2 separate regions of the Lactuca sativa genome follow, and region 1 is linked to region 2. Evidence: chromatin contacts called from public Hi-C data. All regions are on one chromosome and are shown on one strand. Each heading gives the region's core, a stretch centred on a gene start, on an enhancer-like site or on the middle of the called end of the contact. The rest is flanking DNA. Distances are from core to core; before and after follow the strand shown. Region 1 holds the start of LOC111876444 (benzaldehyde dehydrogenase, mitochondrial). Region 2 holds the start of LOC111876445 (RING-H2 finger protein ATL46).

Region 1 (2,757 bases), core at 106-2,605, 130 kb after region 2:
ATTTTCGTGTGTTTTGATTTGCTCCTCATCACATGTATTTATAGATGGATATAAGCCCTAATGTGAGAGATGGAAGAGATCTTGAGGATCTTGAGTCAAACCGGGAACTCAACCCACATGGTAAGTAAATATTCTATAAATCGGTCCATCAACAATTTATATTCTTACCATAATAAATAGATTTCATGATAACATTACATATATATGAAGTGGTCCCATATTTATCTAACAAACAAAACATAATGATTTTGAAAAATAAATTTATGAATCCATGAAAAAGTCGAGAAAAAAACATCATCCTAAATATAAGGAACTAATTCGAACAAAACCCATCTTCAAAAATTTGTACTTCGCAAATATTGGACATTATAGGAGATTAAAAAATTAGAAGTGATATTTCCACTTATGTTTATTATTTATTTACTTAAAAACCATGATTTGAATTTTATATCCCTTAAAATAAAAGAATAAAGTATCATGATATAAAATAGAAAAATCAAAAACATTTTCTTTAATGAATAAATAGAGAACATATTTATCACCTCCTTTAAAACTATAGTTACTAGTGGGGATGCCGCACATGTTGCGGAGAGTTTATTAATCATATATTTTAAACACATTTTCTATAATGCTTTTTTTACTAATCCTATATTTTAGACATAACTTAGACATAATTTATGTAATATTTGTTACACATTGATAATTTCTATAATTTCATTAGTATGCATGGTACATGAGTGTAGTTTTTTCTTACACATGGACCGTTTTGTAAATTTGGTGTTACATAGTGACCATTTCTATAGTTTTGATATTATAGATCAATTTATGTAATGTTGCTATTATACAATGACCTATTATGTAATATCGGGGCCTCTTTTCATTTATAATGTATCGTATTATACGTGACTATTTTTGTAATTTTGATATTACATGACCTATTTCTGAAATCTTGCAGTTCTACGGGGAACATTTTTGTAATATCATTATTACATAGGATATTTATGTATGTACTTCTGACAAAGACCATTTTGTAACTATTTCTTACAAGGACTATTTTTGTAACTCTTAATTTTTTTCCAGGGACCATTTACGTAACTTTCTAAATAACAAGGACCAGATCTGTAGCTCTTTTTTACAGGGTCTGTTTCTATAAATGTTACAATTTACTATTTCTGTTACTTTGTGAGGTATTTTTTTTTTTTTTTTTTTTTAGAAAAAGCTCTATTTCATATTTTTCCTCGTAATTAATAGGATTGTATAATATCAAAAAAATTCAAAATTTCCAATATCATCGACATATTATGATATATATTTTTTAGAAAAAAGTCGATATCTCATTTATTTATTCCGTAGGTAGTGTTCATTTATGATTTATATCTATTTTTGTATGTAGTGTTTATTAGCCTACTGTCTATTCATGACTAGTTTGGTGAGGATATAGACTGAAAACAGGAGTCGCACTTGATACGCTGGCTGTTCCAACTTTTTCTAAGGTAACCCGTTGAATCGTCTCTTCGTGATTATCCTGATGCTGCATCAGCTTTCACAATTTCTCAACTAAACAAACCTTTTTGGAGCGTACTTAGTTTGATCTCTTAACGTTTATATATACATATCATTGCTAGCGCTGATCTTTACTTTTTGCAGAAATGGCTGCTCGGAGAATGTCGTCGCTGCTTTCTTCTTCTTACGCTCCTGCTCTCTTACGATCGTTAGGTAAAACGAAATGTTTCTAGATTTTTCTCATAAATTCTTACTCAATTATGCTTTTTTCCTTGAGACCGTGCGATCATTTTAAGTTTCTCAAAACTGTTATAATCGAAGATTTTGTTCGATTCCATATTTTTTGGACTGATATATGGATTCACCTCAACAATTTCTTAATAAATAGATTTTCTTTGCACTTGATAATAACAGTAAATCTAAAGGTTTGTGTGAATGTGCTTTTGAACTGTTAACTTGAACAAAAAGTCGGTATCATTGCCTTTTTGATTTCTAGTCAAAACAAGTACCTCAGTGGGTTGACTATTCTTACCATTTTCATATTGTTATTGAGGCTAACTCATTTTGATGATCAATCTGATGAATCAGACCGCATCTCTGGGAGAGGCAGAGGCATCGGTAGGTTTAGTACGGCTGTTGCTTTAGAAGAACCAATAATTCCACCTGTCAAGGTTGAATACACCAAGCTCCTCATCAATGGTCAATTTGTGGATGCAGCATCAGGTAAGCTCTACAATACAGTTCGTCTTTTTGTAACTGTTAACAACTCAAGTATGTTGAAGAACTAATATCAACCCATCTGTGGCTCAGGGAAGACTTTTCCAACCTTAGACCCCAGAACAGGGCAATTGATTGCCAATGTTGCTGAAGGCGATATAGAAGATGTTAATCGTGCAGTGTCTGCAGCAAGGAAAGCTTTTGATGAAGGTCCCTGGCCTCGAATGACAGCTTATGTAAGCTTTCTATTTAACTATTTCTTCATTCTTTTTCATCATTTTTATAATAAATAACTAATGAATATTGTATATATGTTACCAGGAAAGATCTAGAATACTGTTGCGTTTTGCTGATTTGGTTGAGCAACATGCTGATGAAATAACAGCTCTTGAAGTTTGGGATAACGGGAAGCCATATGAACAGGCAGCTGGAGATGAAATACCATTATTCATTCGTCTTTTCCGGTATTATGCTGGTAAGCAGTGTCTGATTCAAAACAGAATCTAATTACATAAACTATGTTCAAATTTCTAAAAG
Region 2 (2,700 bases), core at 157-2,656:
TTTTAGACCATAACCAGATCTTCGAAACTGAATAACTATCAGTTTTTGCCCCAACGTTAATCTTCTTCCCTTCCCTTTCATCGCTAATCGTGATTTTTTCATCTTGATTATCTTTTTTGTGATTTAAAGCCAGCCGGAGGCTCGAATCACCGACGACGTACTCATATGAACCCATCGAATAACATCTTCTCGCATCCAAATTACTGCTACTAGTCTCGCCGCCGGCCACCTCACCTCCGTCGATCAATTTCCTGAACTTACCAAGCCTCACCAGAAAAACCCCTTTTTCAGCGATGATATGTTCTTGGACTGTTTTTGAACCGGCGGCGGACGCTAAACCGGTTTCATCTGCTTCCCTCATTTCATCAAATTCAAAAATCGGGTTGTCAATGGAGAACCCAGGGTTAAAAAGTGTGTTTCTGCAAAGAGGACAAGTGGAATTGGATAGGAGCCATGTATCGATGCAGTTTATATGAAAAGCATGACTGCAAGTTGGAAGCAATCTTAATTTGTCCATCTCGGAAAACTCAGACAAACAAACGGCACAATCGAATGATGAGTTATTAGCACCTACAACTTCCTTGTACATGAAAACTGGTAAGGTGTCGATGAAGGATTGTTCTAGGCCTGAATCATGCAAATGAAAGAGCTGTTGAAGCTGTCTTTGTAGTGTATGATCAGGGGTAGATGGGTATCTGTTAGATCGAAGAGAAGTGATTGAGGTTGAAGAATGGTATTTTGTCAAGAATCTCACTAACAAATGGAGCAAACCAGATATGAAAAACAAGACAGCCAAGATTATGATGATGATAAGAATTACTGGACTGATCTTAACACCTGGAGAAGATGATGGGTTTGATGTTTTATGAATAGTAACACTAAATGGAGGTGAAAAAGATGATATGGGTTGATGGGATTCCAGGAGACCATGTTTCTTGTAGATTTCGTATTCAAACCAAGACATTTTTTTTTATTTGGGTATGCTTAGGAGTTAGGATTTAGGAACCCATGTTTTTTACTGTAAAATCTATCAAAACTCCACTCATATTAAGCTAAAATCCAGAAAGATATAACCTTCGTTCTCATAAATAAGCAGAACATGTATCTACCAAGAACTTTGTGTTGAACATGATGCATAATAACAAAATCAATGTCCCCCTAACAAGAAGATGTCTTCTAAGGGGAGGTTATGAAATCTTGGAGAAGTAAAACCGGTTTTTACATAACAAAATCAAAAATTACAGGAGATAAAGAAAGGACAGAAAGGTTTATGATATATTTGGTAAAGTCGTAAAGAGAAGTGAATGTATGCTATGCATTATATATTGGGGAAGCAAAGGAAGATCCAAAGGGTGGCAGTGACACCAACGGAAAGAACCAATTGATGAAGAAAGCGAAAATTAAAGATTTGAGTGAGAGATGATGCCACGCGATTTATGGGCACAAGTAGCAACACGGGTTTGAAACTAAAGTGACATTTTTTTAAGCAAGTGTTTTAATTATAATTTTTTTTAAGGATCATAATCTTGTTATACACTATCATAACAAGGATCACATGTTTTTTGTGTAATATAGGTAATTGATCCAATTTTTTTGCATTTGTTGAAATGACTACGATGTCCAAACTATGTTCATTATGGATGTCGGAAAAGTCTCATTTCATTTGTAACTTACACTTAAAAAAATTTTGTGTCGATTAGTGCCTCGTAGATGTTTAGTATTGTCATTTTGCAACGAAAAGACATTTTTCTCATGCCTTTTATATCATAATGTATTTCGGCTTTGGTAAATTTTTGAGTTTTTGTGATGTAAATCTTGCATTCCACGAATGTTCTTAGGATTTTGAGCCCGGAATGCTACGATGTAACATTTCTACTCAAAAAATGACATCATATATTTATAATGTTTGATATTTTCATGGGGGTTATACTTTACGGAAAAAAAGTCATTCGTTAGTATGATGCCTCCAAATTGTAGCATTTCGACAATTGGTTTCGAAAATGTTTTTCGGATTTCCGAATCTACTTGTTAATATTTATACAATGTTTTGTTTCTCTTCTAGTTATATTTCATGGGGTTACACAAAAAATTCATTCTTGAGCCGGATGTTCCCATATTGTGGCATTTCCTAGTTTCGTTTTCGGACAAGTCCTGCGTATTTCTGATTTTGGGGTTTAGGGTCATATGTTTTCATGTGTATTCTTTCATTGTGTTTGTACATGCCAGTAATACTCGAAGAATAATCTACAAAATTGACGCTTACGAGGAAAGAATCTAAAAAAGTTTCATTGTCATTTGTCAATGGTGCTTTTTACAATTTCCTGAATTTTAGACCTAGTGAACATAGTAAGAAACCTATGGGGGATGTGATAGCCTAGGATAAAATGTGCCCTAATAAAGACACTAATGACACATTTACATCACATCGGTTAATAACTATTCTGCTAGGATTTAGCGTAAAATGTGTGCATATAATGACTCTTAGAAAATGTCTATTTGTTAGTTGGAGGTTTAGGGTTTAAGATTTATATTTTAAAGTGCAATGTATTTTGTTTTGGTTAGGTTTAGCTTTTATGCTTTATATCTATTGTATTTCATTATATATAATTGAAAGTTTTTTGTTTTTCATTTCGTGTAGTATCATGTCTTTTTTAAACTCCTAAGCCCGTTTGTGATTTCACAACACAGCTTGTCGAAAGA

Evidence for each region. Hi-C and Micro-C count contacts between places; a contact is called where the count stands out from the background.
Region 1: a Hi-C map of bud shows a contact between it and region 2, with 7 times the contacts expected there. The contact joins the promoter of LOC111876444 here to the promoter of LOC111876445 in region 2. A contact is called at or near these places in 2 of 4 Hi-C or Micro-C datasets (bud and leaf).

What each region holds. Positions count from the first base shown.
Region 1 is chr2:185,405,247-185,408,003 of Lsat_Salinas_v11, forward strand. LOC111876444 (benzaldehyde dehydrogenase, mitochondrial) reads left to right here and starts at 1,356. Exons shown (of 11, transcript XM_023872968.2): 1 at 1,356-1,493; 2 at 1,648-1,716; 3 at 2,092-2,226; 4 at 2,314-2,456; 5 at 2,542-2,695. The coding sequence starts at 1,650.
Region 2 is chr2:185,272,335-185,275,034 of Lsat_Salinas_v11, forward strand. LOC111876445 (RING-H2 finger protein ATL46) reads right to left here and starts at 1,407. Exons shown (of 1, transcript XM_023872972.3): 1 at 1-1,407. The coding sequence starts at 964.